3 separate regions of the Zea mays genome follow, and regions 1 and 3 are each linked to region 2. Evidence: chromatin contacts called from public Hi-C data. All regions are on one chromosome and are shown on one strand. The core of a region is the stretch at or near the end of the contact, and the rest is flanking DNA. Distances in the headings are between cores, read along the strand shown.

Region 1 (3,998 bases), core at 1,186-3,685, 420 kb after region 2:
CAGGAAGATGTCAATATCACTGTACGTCCGTCGGAGAGCCAAGGATCGGGTAGCACGGATGAACAGTAGAGGCCTGGAAAACAGCCGCCGTCGTCGTCTTCAGGGCACATTACAACAGGTACCTGGGACAGTTCAGATCAAGCTACTACTACTCATCGGTGAACTGTGTGAATAGGCTGCAGAATAATTTAATCTGGTCGAGAAATTCTTCCTCGATAAAAAAAAGGTTAGTGAAGTAAATAAAATTAAAAAAAAAACAGATGGGCAGCATACCACTTGAGTAACATCGAGTTGTTCATCCATTTTCCAGTCCGAAGGCCAGTTGATCACATGCAGGGAATCCGTTGCGTTGTGTGCACCGCTGTCCACGGCTTGTTTTGAAGACAGGAAGACCAGAAGCCTTCCATCCCGGCTGTTTCGCAGTAGCCAGCCACTCACTTAATTGTATCATTCAGATCAAAATAAGCACTGCCTGGATCTGGATAATGCTGGTACTGAGCTACTGACGACCATACCTGAACCGTGGAAACAATGCACTGCTGAAGCCTGGGGTTAGGTTGCGCGCCACCGCACCGCCGGAGCCTGATTTACCATCACTGCTGGTAAAAAGGGAAAACAACACAACATTAGTGTTACTACAGAGCAAAGCCATGGACCGTGCGTGAGGGGATGGATGCTCACGTACGTCGTAGCCGGTGGATTGCCAGGCGGCTCTGGTCCTTGGATAGGGCAAGGGGCTGCATAGAGAGCACATGGCCTGTTGGAGCAGTACTTGATGCCGAGTTTTCTAGCAGTGTTCTGGAAGAACCCGTTGCGCTCTGACCATCCAACGAAAACCAGATACTTGTGCCTGCCACCTGGTGATTCCGGAGCCCAAACAACCTGCCCAACGCTCAACGATGTTGGGACACCTTTAGCCGCTACCACTTCTCCTCTACATACACCAAAATTGAAGACAGCAGTGAGTAGGGTTTTTTTTCTTCCCACAAGCTGTCAAGCTCTTGTGTTGATTAGTAGGCATGGAATGGAACAGAGACCTGGGAATGTCAAGAACAAACAGTGAGGGTCTTCCTTTCTTGGAGTACGTTTCACCCCAGTCCTCCTCCCACACGCCCTGCCCTTTCCAGGCACTGCAGTCTCCCTCGGAACAACCTTCTTCCCTCGTGTATCCGGAACGATTGAAAGCTGGTCTTGGTGTGGCTGGAGCTTCAGCGACGTATGCTACCAAGGTCTCTTCTTGATTCCAAGAAACACCATGAAACCTGCAGGAACAGGAACAGGAACAGCGCCGGACTGTCATGCGTGCCGCTCTAGCTGTAGCTGTGGAAAGCAAATGCACAGGATCGGTTCCTCCTCTCGTACCATTCATCCGTGTAGAGAGGACCGTGCACAGAACCTGCTACGTGTATCTCCTTCTCCACATGTGACTGACAAACGATTTCGAGCTTGGTGGGGCATCCTCTCTCCCCGTTTCGCACTACGAGGAGCTTCGACCCGGAAGGGGACGGAACGGTGGCGGACACTCCGGTTGTTTCAGTGGGGAAAGGAGACCACTGGAAATCCGGAGAGGTGGTGCCGGTGCCGGCTCTCGTCGTAATATGAGAATACAAAACGTATTTCCTGTTGGTGTTCGCCAGTAAGTCTGGCTGGCTAATGGAGAACATCGCTCTGGATCTGTCCTCTGCAATCATAGACGGTAGAGTGGGTAGGGTACTGGTTAGAACCTAAGACAAAAAAGCCGTTTTGGTATGAATTCAGACTTTCAGAGAGAAGTATAGGATGATTATGGACAAAAGAAAGCCATACCATCGTTGGTTTTGAGGATGGAAGCACTGTCGATGCTTGGGACGTTGGTGAATTCTTGCAGTAGCTTGGATTGCGAGGCATATTCTTCAGGTGCCATTGCATCCATCCTGCAGACTGGATTTTCTTCTCTCTCTCCCAGGACACATGCACACCTTGATGACCCACTGGAGGAACAAAATTCACTTGGCTATGCTAGCTAAATATCTGTAGTTTTACAAAGTTCATGTGAAAAAAGATGAAACGCTAAAGAATCTAACAGGAAAAAATCGTCGAGTGTCGGTGGTAGTGCCTGGGTGAGAGTGTTGAGTGCAAAAAGTTACCTGAACTCGGAAGCCAAACAGTTCTACACTGACTAGGCTAAACTGATCGAAGTAGACATGGGCTCATCTTGATCTAGACCTAGCAGATGATTGGGTTAATTAAGCCAAGTACAGATGGACGAAGCAACCGTATGTAGCCACAAAATTGTCCACAACATCAAAACCGCAATCTACAAATTCACAGCAAACCTTCGATCGAGGAAGAGATGACAGCGCGAATGGAAATTGCTTACACAGGATTTTCTGCTCTAATTTGCAGTACTTGAGTCCAGCAGAGGAAGAAAGACGCGAAGGGAATCGAACGGAAGGTAGCGTCAGATCTGTAACTGACACTCCTAAATAATGCACAAAATGACAAGATGAACTCCCAACCTTTTCTTCTTGTTCTTTTCTTCACATTATTGGTGCGGCTTTAGCTAATAAAATATCGTGTCAAACTCGAACGTACCATTCTGCTAGAACCTAAAATCTGGAGGATTAACGAGGTAACGTCATGGGAATACTGAATTACAGATTGCGACCTCGTAAATTTATATCTTGACAAGGAGTAGGTACGGACAGACGATTACACCATTTGTTAGACAGAAGGTATTTATAGGGTCAGGATATATAAATTGTTTGATTCATTAGTGTTTAATGAAAGGCAGCTTTAAGGAAAGAGATCATCGGATATAGATTAAAGTGTTGTTAGCTCCTTGAGCCAAAGTCTACCTATTTATTTATTTTTTGATAGAACAGGAGGGGAGGGCCCTACTGAAAATTTTATTAAAATTTTGAAAAGAAAATAAGGTTTAGAATAGACAAGAAGACGAATTACAGGGGATTAGGGGGAGTATGTACTGCCAATGTTTTCTACTGCCATTGTTGAAGCCATGCCGGGATGGCAGAATCAAATCTACCCAAAGCTCTGGAAATGACAAGGAGCAATTCATTTGCAAACTCCTGCTTGCAATGTTGCACCATTGGATCTTTGTTCTGAAAAAGTCAAGCGTTGCGGCACTTCCAAATGCTCCAAGTCATGAGAATAATAACCTCCATAGAGAATGGAACATTGAGTTGCTGTTTAAGGTTTGCCGCAACCTCCTCTCGATTAGCAACTCTAGGAGGAGTCAGACCGATTGAGTGCCAGCAGGCCTTCGCAAAGTTGCACCTGAGGAATAGATGGTAAAGAGTTTCCTCCCTCTACCAGATGCAGTTCTCGCAGGTGTAAGACTCAAGAGTCATGTTCTTCCTCCTAAGCATATTCCTAGTGTTGAGCCTATTTTTTAGCCATAGCCAAAAAAAGACCTTGTGCTTAGGTTGACATTTGTTCTTCCAGAGCAATCTGTAAATCTGATGCACGTGAGACTGTCCCATCAGATGCTTGTAAGTCTGCTTCGTGGAGAAGATTTCAGATCCCCAAATGAGCTTCCAAGTGTCCTTAACGTTGGTCACCGTGATTTGTCCCCAGGTCTCATTTAGCTCAAGATATTGCTCGTAGGCTTGCACAGACAGGGGGAGCTGAAACAACTCAAGGAGGTGCTCTTTTTGCTTAGCATCTTTGATAGAGAGTTTGGTGTTGCAAGCAAAAGAAAATAATTCTGGATATTGCTGAGTCGGGATGCCCTTATTCCACAGATCTTCCCAGAAAAGAATAGTTCTCCCATTGCCAATGGTCGGGGCTGCCAGGCCCTTGAAGTCTTGGAGTAAACTAAGCAGGCTTTTCCACCAAAAGGAACCAATATTTGAATCGCTAGGGAGTCTGTTTGTCCTGTAGTAGTTGTTCCAGACCAGGTTAACCCAGGGTAAGTCATGATTGTTGAAGAACTTGTACACGAATTTCAAAAGCAAGGCCTTGTTTTACGTCTCCAACCTGACCACCCCAAGGCCCCC
Region 2 (4,244 bases), core at 505-3,004:
CAATGACCGCTTTGCATTCTTACCTTTCCTAATCATATCCAGTACCATATCAACTGCATAATCAAAATCCCCAAATTTCAAATGACAGGAGAGCAAGCAATCATAAAACTGCCTAACCTCTGATTCACTAAGACCATAAGCTTCATCAACATGCCTCTTTAATTTCCGAATCTCATCTCTGCGACCATTCCTTTCATATATGTGGGCCATAACAATCAACAAGTTGACTTCAGGCTTCACGCCTATCCTCGGCATTAGTTCGAGAAGCTGCTCAGCTTTTCTTGTAGTGCCAAACACGAGGGAAGCGGTCAAAACTATGTTGAATGTAAATGAATTGGGTTTCATTGATAGCAAAGGACGGTTACTCTTCTTCCGTGGATCAACTCTATTATTTTGGAAAAGATAACCAAGCTCCATTACAAGGTCTGCACCGAGAAATGCACCAGTGTTAGTTTGACACATATGAGCTAAAATTGCCGACCATGCTGCAACAGGTGGGTATGCTTCCATCTTTACCAACTTCCTCACAACATTTAAAGCAAGATTAGGCAGAGCACAGTGTGCAAGAATGAGGGATAGGTAAATTAGGGGTTCCTTATCCAACAATTCTTGCTTCTCTTCAAATGCATGACTGACCACATTGTAGGACTGCTTAAGCCAGTGATGATCACAGCTCTCTGCTAAGCCAGTGATGAGCTTGCTCAAAACAGACTTTCTTGGAAGTCCATCCATGTGAACATGCTTCTCATAAGCCCTCCATGCATCATCAAATCTCTGCTGATCAATTGCATTCTCTATCTCCATTGCTAGCTGAGATGGATCATGAGCTTGGACTAGAATGGTTCCTGTGACAGTGGAAAAGCAAGCGCCACATCTACCAATATTTAGCTCTGGTTTCAAGGTTTTGGTACTACTGTCCCTACTTTGGTGAGTCCCATGATACTTGGAGCCGACATGGTGTGGGCTTTGAGGAGCAAACAAACATCGTATACCCACAAGTAATGAAGATACAGCATGTCCTGCATAATATCTTGAACAAATTCTTCCAACACAAAGCATTTTCCTGCAACAGGTAACAAGGGTCAAACAGAAAGAACTTAAAACAATGAGTCAATGTTATTTTTGAATGCAGCAGATTAAAATTTTAGAATTGATGGACTTCAATAACACCCTATCTCAACTGGGAGGACAGTAAGCAAAACAAGGCTTCGCAGGAGGAAATCAGAACGCTACTTAGCAAGACAGACAACTGAAACTGGGCAGATGACATAGCCATTTTAGCTAAAGGGGTGAATTGCAAGCAAAGGCTTTACATGTGCAGTCATATATGAAAACCTTTCCATGTTAATGTTTGTATCATAATAATTGGTTTAGCACTCTGCATTGAGAATGTATCTTTTTGGCCCAGTTTGGGTGGGGGGGGGGGGGGGGGGGGGGGGGTGCGCAAAAAGAGGCACTAAAACGCCTTCAGCGCTAGGTGGACGGGTAACGCTTTGCTCTGCAGCACAAGTGCCCCCAGAGCGGCGCGACCGCCTTGGCGGAGCAGCATCTACTGGAGGCGCCGTTGACGGCCCACCGGAGGGGAGAGAAGAGCGGGGGCACGCACGCAGGGTTGCCGCCGGTGTGCGGAGGACTGGAGGCGAGGGCGTGACCGCGCGAGGCTACGGGTAGGAGGGGCAGCCAGTGACGACGCCGCCGAGCCTGCCTGCCGAGCGCGAGTGGGAGAGGGAGCGGAAGATGAAGATTGAAGAAGCCGGCGCTGGAGCAGTGAAAAGGTTAGAGAAAAAAAAAACCGTGTGAGTGTGGTTGAACGTGGGTTTTTATGTGAGTTAATGGGCTCCTAGACGGGCCACTAAATAAAAGTTCGTATTATTCTTTTCTTTTCTTACTTTTTTGGCTTTTTTATAAGCAGTGGATTTAAGCATCTCCAAGAGACTCTTTATTTTTGGCTCTCTATTTATATTTTTATATAGATTACATTTTATATATAACATTTCATTCCAACAAACTATCTATTTAGTTTAGCTAGTCGGTTTGAATAGCGATGGAGCCAATTTGAAGAGTCAGATAGCTTGACTAGTCAGATTGTTAGTCCGTTGAAGAGTTACTTTGCTGTTGATTATCCAAAATTTGGCTAGTCTCTTAGAGATTCTTATGTGGGAGAAGGGTATTGTAAGTGCTTCGAGGGCTAAAATCTTTTACACCCTAAACCTTCTCCAATCTCATTGCTCCCGAACAAGCCTTTACAAACGACATCCTCGCTGACATATATCTCACAAACTTTTATTTCTTCACTAGTATATACTTCGTAATCATTAGAGACTGTAGATGTTCTAGTTCTCTCGAAGTTTCTTAAAATTACATTATTCTCATCATTTTGATCGTTCTAGGGTTGCTCCAATGGTGGATTATTAAGCACAACTTCTTTCTCTGTTTCTAAAGGCTCCTATGTAACTGGCGCCAGAGGTTCAGACACCTTAAAGACTAATGTGACTTGCTCGGTAATTGTCATGCTCGATGGCTCAACATTTGTAGCAGAGGTTTCATTTACGGTTGGAGGAACTAGTAGCGAAACCTCGGTAGGAATCAAGAAATATGGTTCTTTAACCATCAAAATTGGGCCATACAAACCCTCTTTTTCTCTCAAGTTTATTTCTTGAGGTACCATGTTCCCCTTAATCATCTCATTCATAAGAATATTACATGTCTTATTTTGACAAACTTAGTATGTATGCCTAGGCAGTAAAGTTTGAATCCTTCTAGACTTCTTAGGGTAGCCAATAAAATGACAACTCATTGTCTTTTCATCTATTTCCCTTCCTAGGGTTAAATATTCTTGTTTCAGCTAGGGAAACCCCAAATATAAGAATAGTTCAACTTGGGTAACTCTCAATCCACAACCGATGTGGGGTTTGGGGCACTAATTTACTAGGGACTCTGTTATGTATATGGATAACAATTTTTAAAGCCTCCATCCATAGACACAATGCAAACTAAAGTAACTCAACATACTCTGCACCATGTCCATCAAAATATGATTTCTTCTTTCTGCGACCCCAGTCTATTGAGGCTCACTCGATGTCAGGTACTGGGATACAACTTGGAGGAACCTTGCAAAGGGTCTTTGTAACTGTCCATACAATGTATAGCATCCATAATATTCTTCCCTCTCACGATTAGATTTTACTATCTTGATCTGCAAACCATATTGATTATCAATGTTTGCTTTCAATAACTTGAACTTATCTAAGGCTTTTGTTTTCTATGATAGGGTAAATGCATCCATAACATGAGTAATCATGTTATGGTTATAAATAAATCATAACCACCAACTGTCCTCATTAGAAAAGGACTACAAATATATGCATGGATAATTTCTAATACTCTTGTACTATGCTTGAATATATTGTTAAAAAATTCATAAATTTATCAATAATGCAATCTATGCAATGTTCTAGCGCGGGAGCATATCTAGGCTCCCGTTGCTCTACGTCATCCTGACATGCTTTAACCGCGGGATTCATATCGAACGACCTTGGTCCCATGTCCACTCTGAGAGACGAGAGTCTTCTAGTGTTCACCAATCCCGATTCCCTTCTCCCTCAGTCCATCACCCTCCGCCTCCCCAGCCAAATGCCACCGGTGATAGCGCTCGCCTCGCCGCGCCAAAAAATCTAGCGGCTTCACACTCCTCGTTTCCTCTGTGGCTTCCATGGCGAACTCAGGCCTAGGGCTTGGACTCGCGCCACCGGGTGTCGAGCCCTCTTCACTCCATGCCCAGTGCTTGGCCAAACGGCGCGTCCCGCCCGCCTCCTCTCACTCCAGCGCCGCAAACATAGCGTCGTAGTAAGCGTGGCACCTCCAGTTGGCGTGTGACCTCCTTGGGACCTTCTCCGCAACGGTGCCGATGCTGAACTCAAGTACTCAACCTGACAGTCCAGACCTCAGAGCAAGTCCAGGCGATGCAGATCGTTCGGCGAGGCATGAAGGCCCCAAGCCAACAGCCTTCGGAGCCAACATTGTTGGTAGCTTCACCCACTGAGGCACCCTTTGTGTTTGGGAGCGTGAAGGAGAACCAACTTTTTTGCATTTTAGTCCTTTGCAGTTTCATTTCAAAAAATGGACCCCAACCTCAGCGTCATCATCATTGGCGCCGAGCTAACGCATAGTGGCGCCGACCCTTTGGAACCTGTCGCGTCGGCTGCGCAGGCATAGCTGAAAATAATGGCGCTGAAAATAGTGTG
Region 3 (4,242 bases), core at 1,336-3,835, 340 kb after region 2:
CCCTAATTTAGACTTCTCTACTCTGACCATGTTTATTAAAAATGCAGAAACATCTACAATATTAAACCATTAGATACACCATGAAATATTTTGATAGTATGTTTATTTGATATTTTAGATGCTAACATATTTTTCTATAAACATTTCAAAGCTAGAGAAGTTTGACTTGGGACAAAGTTAAAATGCCTTACAATTTGGAATGGAGAGAGTAGTTCATACTAGTTGATTGCATTGAATATATTATAGAGAAGTACGTTGGTTACCAGCCATATATTTATGTAGTTTCATGCCAAAGATATTGCAAATCAGCTAAAAGGGCATACTTGTGCTCGTATAAAATTGAGAAAGACATCAAATGATCTGTACATCTTGATCAACTTTGCAGAATCTGAATGAACATCCTGATGCTTGGCCATTCAAAGAGCCTGTGGATTCACGGGATGTTCCAGACTATTATGATATCATCAAAGATCCTATTGGTGAGTTTGAACTGCAGGGACCATAGTTCCTTTACACAAGCTAAGTGACATGTTGTTTAGGTGAAGTTGTGTTTAAAATGCATCCCTGTCTGCAGATTTAAGAACAATGTTAAGAAGAGTCGACTCGGAACAATATTATGTGACCCTAGAGATGTTTGTAGCCGACATGAAGAGAATGTTCAGCAATGCAAGAACTTACAATTCTCCAGATACTATCTATTACAAATGTGCGACACGGTGAGTATTCTTTTGACGTACATTATTCTCGCAGCCAGGGATGGGTATGTTCCTGGCCAGTAAGCTAGGACCTGGGTTGCCAACATCTAGTTTCTCGAGATTTTCTAACTGGCTGCTTGCCTGCTTTATCATGTTTAGTTGTTCACATTATCTGACCTAATATTATCAACCATGCCATTCTATCTTCTAAATGGCACAATGCCCAGCTTAAATCTGGCCGGTACAGTTTATACCAGCTGGCAGACTAGGGTTGCATCTCTGGCGCTGCCACGTGACTATCGATTTTGTTGGTTTTGGTCACGCAGGCTTGAAAACTTCTTCTCGGGCAGAATTACTGTACTGCTTGCACAACTCTCAACCAAGAGCTAGGCTGGCGTGGGCTCACTGGACTGGGCACTACTGTCGCATGTTGTAAAATTATTATTGGCTCACTGGACTGGACACTACTGTCGCATGTTGTAAAATTATTAAGTTGTATTGATATAGTTGTCACCTTGCTGAATGTTCGGCACGGTGATGAACTTTTAGTTTAGCATTATTTTAACCAGGAGGGACACTGATTGATCTTTACATTTCGGTCTCAACCTGGCCGGCCTAATAATATAGATTGAGGAGATTCTTCAGTTTCTAGCACCTATGGGTAAAGATGTTTTGCATCCTTAAATCTCTATCTCACTCAATCTAGACTCAAGTGTTGAGAAAAAAAACGCAAAAAAAAAAAAAAAAAACTAAACTAAATGCATCGTTGGTTTATTAATTCTTGTCCATGTTTGATTTAGATCCATCAACGCTGAAAGTGTTTTTTTTGGGTTCGTAACTTTTTTAATTGATGCATTTGGTCTTACTCTTCGTTTTTTTTAACTTGACGTGGCTGTCTACGGTTGCGCTACCCTGGCTCTGAAGGTTGTCCACGAGCGCCGCCGCCGTGTCCGGATGCTCTTCCCAGCACCTTCGGCGCGTACCAAATCAAGGGTTTGTGGCGACAAAACTATTATTTGATTTGTTTCTTATGATACGTGTTTGATTTGATTTTTTGATTGAGTATAACGAGTTGTCAAGTAATGTCTGCAATTGCATCTATATATAATTAGATATACAAATATAATTAGAAAGATAAAATATTCCCCATAATAAAATAGATCCATCTTTTATATCCAGCTTATCTTAACAGATTCTATCTTTATCCTAATAGATTCATCTTGTCCTGATAAGCATACTTATCCCACCCTAGAGTAACAATCATAATCTAATCCATATTAATTAGATTTTATCTAGTCTAATCTAGTCATACCAATCTGATTTAGATCCCATCTGAACTAATGTGATCTAAGCTAATATGGTTAATCTGATCTAATCTAGTCTTACATAATACTAGTCTGATCTAATCAAAACTAATCATGTCTAATCTAATAAGACCTAGTATAATCGACTCATATTTTTTGCACCTATGTGAAGGATAGAGCAAATTAACCTAGATTATTTAATAGATTAAACTCTACACCTAGAAACTCTTTTCCCCACTTAGTTCACTTAATCCTAGATTGGTGACTTAGACCAACTCGACCATGAACAACAACATAACCTACATAGTGGGTTGTATAACCTATCTAGCCCCACCTAGAAACAAAACAACTAAACCTGATCCTACCTATTCCCATTTAGCTTTATCTTTACTACTCTATATGTTGATACTGAGGGCGTCCACCAGCATCAGCACGGTTCCGCCCTCGCCCTCCCCTCAGCCAATCTCGCAGCGGCGCCCGCCCCCGACATCCTCGCCTCCACCTCGCTCTCCATGAATGGAAGGCGCCATTCAGGGATCCTTCTTGTCCGCATCCGCCATCCTCGGGCTCGCCCCGCTCAAACACGATGGGCCTCGCCCCTCGCCGCTGCGAGTTTGGCACTCGCCCCGACACCCTCGTCCCTCGCCGACAATCCAGGGCTGCTACACCGGCCTTCCCCACGCGTCATGGAACTCCCATCAGCATCGCTCGAAATCCCGCAATCCAAGCCACCCGAGCCATCTGCGATAATAAATCATCCAACATCCTCGCCCCAAATCGACGCCAACCTCCCCCATCGACGCAGATGATGGAGTTCCTTAAAGACCATGCCACCCCAATCCCCATCACCCCCAAGCCACACGGACGCCGCGCCCACCCCCACGCGCTCCCAGTCCCGCAGCCCCCGAAGCGAGTTCCCCGCGACCCCTGCATCTGCCCGCCGCGACAGGCGACGCGCAGACGCCGCGCTCGCCCAGCTCGCTCACACAGCGCCAGCCGCTGTCGCCCATCAAAGCCGCCCCCAACCGTGACGTGCGATCGGCGGCCAGAGCAGCCAAATCTACCGGCCCGATGACTGAATCGACCGGTTGCAGCGACCAAATCTAAGGTCGGCGAGAAGGAGGCAGTCCCCTGGAGGCCGGATCGGCGTACTTGGAGGCGGCGGGCTGCTGCTGGGGTTTCGCTGGAGGCTGCCGGCGTGAAGCACCAGCCACCAGGGCTAGGCAGGTGGATAGTAGTGATGAACTAAAGGGTGCTGCACGCCAGCGGCCAACATGGGACACCGGGCAGGTGGGCAGAAGCAGCCAACGACAATAGCAGAGCACAGGTAAAACGATCCCCCCACTTTGGAAATTACAATTCCTATTTCGATCCTAAATTTATCATTTTCTTGGACTGTACAACATAAGGGGACAAGACATTAAAGCCAAATTTCTATCCTACTCTGATTTAATCACATGTTTTACAACCAATGTAAAGCCAACCTAAAGCAGTAGGCATAGAAGAACAACCAGCAGCCTGAAAGTCGGGACAAGGGCTAGCAATGCAAAATGAGTGATTGACTGATTGAAAAAATGCATATTACCTTACCCGTTCGTTTTCATCCCTATTTGCACATGCTGATATTTATAGCCAGAGAATTACTTTTTAAATGCCCATTGCATCATATAAGTACATGCCATTGTTTTCGTCATAGCATATGGTCGAAGCCGACAAGTCAACCTCAAGAACATTCACCAACCAATCAGTCATTTGATCCAAGGTACCAACCTCTAAACGAATCAGTTCATTATCGGCTAACTGGCTCCAAGAACTGGCCAAGCCAGCTCAAAGTCTAGGCAAGCCGATTTGCTCGCTCTCAGCATAGGAAAATCAATCAAATTGGTTTGCCTACCTTCTAAACTGGCCAAGTCAATTTTGCTGCCATTATATGTTAGCTTCACTGGATTTCTTTTTTGCATTTTGGTTACTCAGCTTGTACAGTGTGTTCATATGTCCTATTTATACATCTTCAAAAATAGGCAATATTTTATGCACTTCTTTTTGCTACAATCAGCAAGTGCTAAATTTTACACTCTCATTAGACATTAGCTAGGAACTGAACTGCGACACCTAATAGTTAGTTGTCTCGGATAAATCATGTTTTTATCCTAACATATAATCAGGGCTAGGCTTGTTTTCAGTTTGACACTGATGTATGCACTTCTGGTGTGTTTCTACTTGCTCATGATACTTATAAAAAG

Evidence for each region. A called contact is a pair of places that touch in the nucleus more often than the background predicts.
Region 1: a contact with region 2 is called in a Hi-C map of leaf, with 5 times the contacts expected there. The contact joins the promoter of LOC100281428 here to the promoter of LOC103626215 in region 2. A contact is called at or near these places in 2 of 25 Hi-C or Micro-C datasets (ear and leaf).
Region 3: a Hi-C map of leaf mesophyll shows a contact between it and region 2, with 7 times the contacts expected there. The contact joins the promoter of LOC109939503 here to the promoter of LOC103626215 in region 2. A contact is called at or near these places in 4 of 25 Hi-C or Micro-C datasets (ear, leaf, leaf mesophyll and 1 more).

Annotation. Positions count from the first base shown.
Region 1 is chr5:35,321,087-35,325,084 of Zm-B73-REFERENCE-NAM-5.0, forward strand. It overlaps LOC100281428, which reads right to left and starts at 2,436. Exons shown (of 18, transcript NM_001154346.3): 1 at 2,360-2,436; 2 at 2,127-2,205; 3 at 1,807-2,010; 4 at 1,363-1,681; 5 at 1,038-1,262; 6 at 686-934; 7 at 516-599; 8 at 274-412; 9 at 1-122. The coding sequence starts at 1,912.
Region 2 is chr5:34,906,057-34,910,300 of Zm-B73-REFERENCE-NAM-5.0, forward strand. LOC103626215 (pentatricopeptide repeat-containing protein, mitochondrial-like) reads right to left here and starts at 1,755. Exons shown (of 3, transcript XM_035958995.1): 1 at 1,607-1,755; 2 at 1-1,063. The coding sequence starts at 1,059.
Region 3 is chr5:35,244,799-35,249,040 of Zm-B73-REFERENCE-NAM-5.0, forward strand. LOC109939503 (wiskott-Aldrich syndrome protein homolog 1-like) reads left to right here and starts at 2,586. Exons shown (of 1, transcript XM_020537685.3): 1 at 2,586-3,074. The coding sequence starts at 2,586. The coding sequence ends at 3,074. It overlaps LOC542030 (histone acetyl transferase GNAT/MYST 101), which reads left to right. Exons shown (of 13, transcript NM_001111675.1): 11 at 386-479; 12 at 575-716; 13 at 1,022-1,346. The coding sequence ends at 1,085.